Regions from separate parts of the Gasterosteus aculeatus genome. Here region 1 is linked to region 2. A link is a contact called in public Hi-C data. All regions are on one chromosome and are shown on one strand. Each heading gives the region's core, a stretch centred on a gene start, on an enhancer-like site or on the middle of the called end of the contact. The rest is flanking DNA. Distances are from core to core; before and after follow the strand shown.

Evidence for each region. A called contact is a pair of places that touch in the nucleus more often than the background predicts.
Region 1: a Hi-C map of whole body shows a contact between it and region 2, with 5 times the contacts expected there. The contact joins two enhancer-like sites. A contact is called at or near these places in 4 of 6 Hi-C or Micro-C datasets (liver, skeletal muscle, tail fin and 1 more).

The regions. Positions count from the first base shown.
Region 1 is chr20:13,871,278-13,873,977 of fGasAcu3.hap1.1, forward strand. All of the region lies in intron 3 of grb10b (growth factor receptor-bound protein 10b), which reads left to right. Among protein-coding and RNA genes, the nearest start is that of grb10b, 19 kb to the left of the region's middle. Within about 2 kb of position 1,299, at least 4 of the 9 cell types and tissues checked have open chromatin away from gene starts, as enhancers often do.
Region 2 is chr20:13,826,513-13,829,212 of fGasAcu3.hap1.1, forward strand. The region is part of intron 7 of cobl (cordon-bleu WH2 repeat protein); the gene reads left to right. Among protein-coding and RNA genes, the nearest start is that of cobl, 18 kb to the left of the region's middle. Within about 2 kb of position 1,444, at least 3 of the 9 cell types and tissues checked have open chromatin away from gene starts, as enhancers often do.

The sequences.
Region 1 (2,700 bases), core at 49-2,548, 45 kb after region 2:
TCATTATCCTCCAATGGTCCGAGGGCGGGTCGAGGGGGATAATATATATTTGGGTCTCTTCCGCTGTAAACATTCAGCAGTTCAAAGGGTGATCTGCAGGGACGCAGGGTGCCATTATAATTCCGTGGTCTATCTAATTGTGGCATACAGGGTTCATCCAAGACAATCGGAGCATGAGATTTAAGCACAATATTGGCTCAGCATGGGAGATGAGGGCGGGGAGTCTGCGAGGACGAGCGAATTGGAGCGCTGAGCAGCGCATGGGAAATAAATGGAGCAGAAATGACATTGTCATCTTTCAGGATCAGCCGCAATGGAGGGAATGCAGGAGAGGCAGAAGAATGGAGATGACTTTAACTGAGCAACACCCTTGCTTTCACCGTCTGAATATTGATATTTTACATAGATACCCAGTTATAATGTTTTTACCCTTTGCCAGAAATGTGTTGGGAGTCTGATTCATGAACATTTGTTATGCAGAACATTTAGATTCTTTGTGTGTTTGTGGGATTATAAATCCTTGCTGAAATTAGCCGATATTTGAAAAAAAAGTTGCTACCACATCATGTTCCAGATATATTATTTATAAATTGTGCCGTCTCCTATTTGAACTGTAGCGTTTGTGAGCGTTTCAGACGCCAGCATAGCCAGTCATGAGTTTACAGTAGCACCAAAAACTGAGAGACAATAAATAAAAAAAATGTTTTTAATTTTCAATTTTGAAAAGTTTAAAATTAATATAAAATGATGTCCAATGGGGCGCCCTCTTGGAGTATTAAAGTAAATATATATGAGCTCCGGAGAAAATGGTATACAAAACATACATAGTCGGTTAATACATATTTAATCGGTTAAATTCTTAAGGTCATTAAATCATCCCTAGTTTATGTTTTGATCAAAGTTATATATATAGTTATATAAATATATTGATAGAATAATAATGCAAGACTTATATAAACCAAATTTGAGTGGGTTTTGTGTCATTTGTCAGACAAAACAAGAAATAATTATTTTTCCCTTTCTTCCTGACCCTTCATTAAAGATACATCTGTTAATCAAGACAGTAATCACCAGTGATGTTAGTTATTGCTCTAACGGTAATTGCTATGCCGGACATCAGAGCTACTTTGAGAGGACCTAACTGATGCTGTCACATTTTAAGGACAGGTGTGCAATGACGTAATGGGGTATTCATGTCTGGCAGAACTTGTATTTTCTGTTCTCCATATCAAAAGAAAGAACTGTAGTTTGCTTCCCAGCTCTGAATCGTCATGTGTTTAATCCTGTGTGTGCGTGCCTGCCTGCATGCGGTGTGTGTGTGTGTGTGTGTCATCAATCTGTCAGCTTCACCTTTGTTAGCCCGATTGTGACATGCGATCGCGGGATTTTTTATTACGCAACAATCCTCCGTGCGTGAGTTCATGGTTTCCAGAGGCCAAAGTAAGTCACAGGGAACTTATTTTCTCTCACTAGCTTGAGGGTACATGTCTCACCTAGAATGATGAGCAGATGATGTGCTCATCTTGGAGTTTTGCTCACTTTTGATGTATTTTAGGGGTTTAACCCTCATAGCACTTGGATGTACTTTTTCTATTTTTTCGTACTTAACGTTGCTGCTGCAGGTAACACAGGTGTCTTACCCTGTCCTTTGCCTTGTGTATAACCTCGTTTGAACCCTGTGCCCTGTGGCATGTGGCTCTTTAGCTCGCTAGGATATCTATAAGTAGCTGCTCCAGCTTACCTGTTCGCTATTAATACCCACAGATTAACCACCGTCCATTCACCGGCACCTGTGACGCAGCTACCTGACACGTTTGTAGAAAAAAGCTCCTCAAAAGCTTTTTTTTTCAGCGGGTAGATTTTAGCATCAGTGCTAGGAGCCAAAGCTTTGCTGCTGCATGAAGAGACGGGGATGTTCGCTCTCCGTCTGACCTGCTAACCTGTGACCCCTGCTGCTCTCTGGAACAACAGAAAAACAGTTTGACATTTCTTGGCAGGCTCAGGGGCTCACTTTAAAGCCGTTGCTTTGCAAACTTTACATCAAATCGAATTGCAAACGTCTGCTTTCAGCCGAGCAGCGGGGCTCTTAGCTGCTTTAGGGTGGCATGAGCCTCGCAACACCTCGCATGATCCAGCTGTCAGCTGTCCTGAGTTACATGAGTCGGACAGTGCAGGTATATGTGAAGCCCTGGAGTTCTGACTGCAGAGACTTCTTATGATATGTTGTATGAGTTGAAATAGGCACATCATTTTGCTTTCATTTATTTACAAAGCTTAAAATGTACATTTTCTGATCGGAAGGTTCCCTGTCCCTGAGAGCAATGTGACCAGGGATGTTATTTCAATCTGAGGAGTCTGCCCTTCTATCCAAATGGGCTTCCTCCCGATGAACCCCATACCTTTCTGAGCACCGGCCGTGTACAATTAGCGCTTGTCTCCCCCTGGTGGTCTACTTATTTCCTACAGTACATTTGGAAGCATCTGAATACAGAGATTTCATGAGGAATTTAGGAGATTTCTTTTTTCAAAACCGAGATCTACTAACCCCAGAATGAGTCACCACAGGCGATTGTTATTTAGAAAGAACAAAGTCACGCAGCCAGTTTACCCAGATGAGCAGTCAGACAGAGAGAACTTCCTTTCAATTGAGCTCACTTCAAACCGCGATGCATGCTACTGTAGTCACTTGAAAGATTCCCT
Region 2 (2,700 bases), core at 194-2,693:
CGTCCTCCAGAGGGCAGCAAGTGTCTCCAGGAGATCAGTCAGCAGTGTGTTAGCACTCTCAGGTCCAAAGAGCAAACGGGGCGGCCTGTAGTTTTACATCCCTGGTAATGTTCTTTCCGAGAAAAATAAGTACAAAACAATAAAAGGGTTAGTCAATAAAAGTTAGGTTTGGATATTTATGAGGGAGAACAGGCTGTGCTCAAGGACCAAGAAGGACCCATTCTACACAGTGGTCCACATTACTGAGTTGAACAGCTTTGAGGAGAGTTAGAACCCCAAAATATGTTCACTCCTGTTTACGTCCATGTTCAACCAAAGCCCCGTTTCAGACACCGCGTCCAACGTCTCTCGATCTGTCAGAACTCAATCACGTTCATTTGATTTGGAAGCAATGAACTTCAGGTCAGCAGCAGCCATCTGTGGCTCACCTCAGATCAATATGGCGTTTGATTGCATTAGCTGGAAGAACACTGCCCGCCTCACTCTGCTTCTCTTCTCTGAGCGAGCACAAAGCGCCTGAAAGGATCGCTCCGCCCGTCCACCTCTTTGTTCTCTGCGTCTCCATCACCATCGAGTGTTCTGTAAGGTCTAAGCTTCCTTTCGGGGCTCCCTTATTCTCTTATTCATTTTCTTCATCAGATACCTCTGTTGACACATTCTCCTTTTGAAACCAATAACAAAGAAGACAACAAAAGAGAAATACCGAAGTGGAGGATGGATTAGGCTGCATGAAAGTGATGCGTATAAGACAATGGGAACTAATTGCTATCAATTGATATTTATATTCAGTCACCGTTTCTCTCTGATATGATTGTCCTTCAGCCAGTGACTGTTATCAGACCACACACATGCATTTGGGCACACAAACACACACACACACACACACACACACACACACACACACACACACACACACACATAGACCCTGTGTTATCAGCTTAAAGGTATCAGATTACCCTACCTTGGCTACATTAGCACTAAAAGCCCAGCCTCTTATCTATAATTGTTCATTAGGGGCCAAACTCCTGTGTGTGCGTGTGTGTGTGTGTGTGTGTGTGTGTGTGTGAATGTGCTTCTTAGAGCTCTTAACATGTTTAGATAGCATCATGTTACGGAACAGTGATGATTCTGAAGCAAACTCAATTATTAGAATGTCCTTGTTTGTTTGTGTTTTTTAGTTCACTTAGTTTACTGTGTATCTCTGTTGACTATGTAGAAGATAGATGTTGGTAGACACTAAATCAAAGGACAGATCCCGTATTTGATACATACTCATTCACTTCACCGTGTCTGGGTCATCGTTGTGCTGTATGTGTTTATCTGCAAGGGTTTAAAACGTAACTGAACAGGAGAACTCGATGACTTCCAGTGGACCGTTTACACCGTGCAATCCCTGTTGGCTGTGCTCACAAGAATAAAAGTTCCCACTTCTCACCACACCCATCTGAGGTGAAACAGACTTTCAACTTTTAAACATAGAGGGCAGTGAAGTGTTGCTTCTCAGTCAGGAGTTGTTCCTCAAACAACTTGTCTTGTCCTCCTCCATCATATATATATTTAGCTAAGCCTGTAAGTCTTCCTAATATACAAAGCAGCTGTGGGTTTCCATTCATACACTTAAGAGGAGGACGTCTCCTCCCTGCTGAAGTTTGATCCACTCTGTGATTAGTATTTTTGCATTTGCGTGTGTGGTTTGTAGCAGGACGAGTCATATAAGCGCTAAAAAGCATTCCACACAGAGACACCGTATGTGGGAAATGTCGCATCATTTTGACATACTCATTTGAACACAAGCGCTTTTGTGATTAGGAGGAGGATACGGCGAATTTGTGTTCCCCCCAAATGCTGCGGTACGTGTGTCAGAGCTCCCGTTTTCCCTCACTGTTTTGACAGATCTCAGATTGTTTACCAGAGGGAAGGAGTAGAAGAGAGCAGGTGAAGGAGTCAGGCAGAGTTCATGTGAATGTTCTGCTTTGAAAACTATGTTTCAGAAGGCTGAAAGCAAACTGCTCAAATAACATGAATCCATCACGTCCTCCAAGATCCTTCTTTTTTTATTTGTCGTCCCGTCTGCCATCTACCTCCCCTCCCCAGAATAGCAAAGTACTGACAGTACATACTTTCATTTTAAATTTCACTTTGCCATTTTCTTTTTTCTGCTATAAGTTTAAGTCGAGTTAATGTGCTTTGATGTAGTTTTCCTCAATCAAAGATATACTCAGCGTTGTAGTCACGGTGCGTTTTTCAAACACAATGACCATAGTGTTTGTATATTTTGTATTTTCACCGTACTTTTGTACTTCGTTCAATAGTACAAGCAGTACACATATATACGTGTCTCACGACACTATCTCTTTAAGTCCCACGGAAGGTAACACTACGGCGGAATATTTTTTGCTGCAACAATCAAAATAATACAAACCCATTTGTACATACGTGAAATGTTGCCAATGTAAAAAACAAAAGCTGCCATTTATTGCCGGTGTTTTACTCAGGGCCTTTTCCCATCCCTCGTAACTGCATGATGTTCTAACCTCTAATTATATCTAATGACCTGAACTTCATGTTCCCTTTTGGCTGTGATTTTTATGCCGTATCTAGGCATTGTCTGAACGCATCAATTAATCCGCTTTTAAACAGGGTTCTTTTCTTAGATCATGGGGGTGTGAGTCATGGTTCCCCCATCGTGCCAAAGCTCTG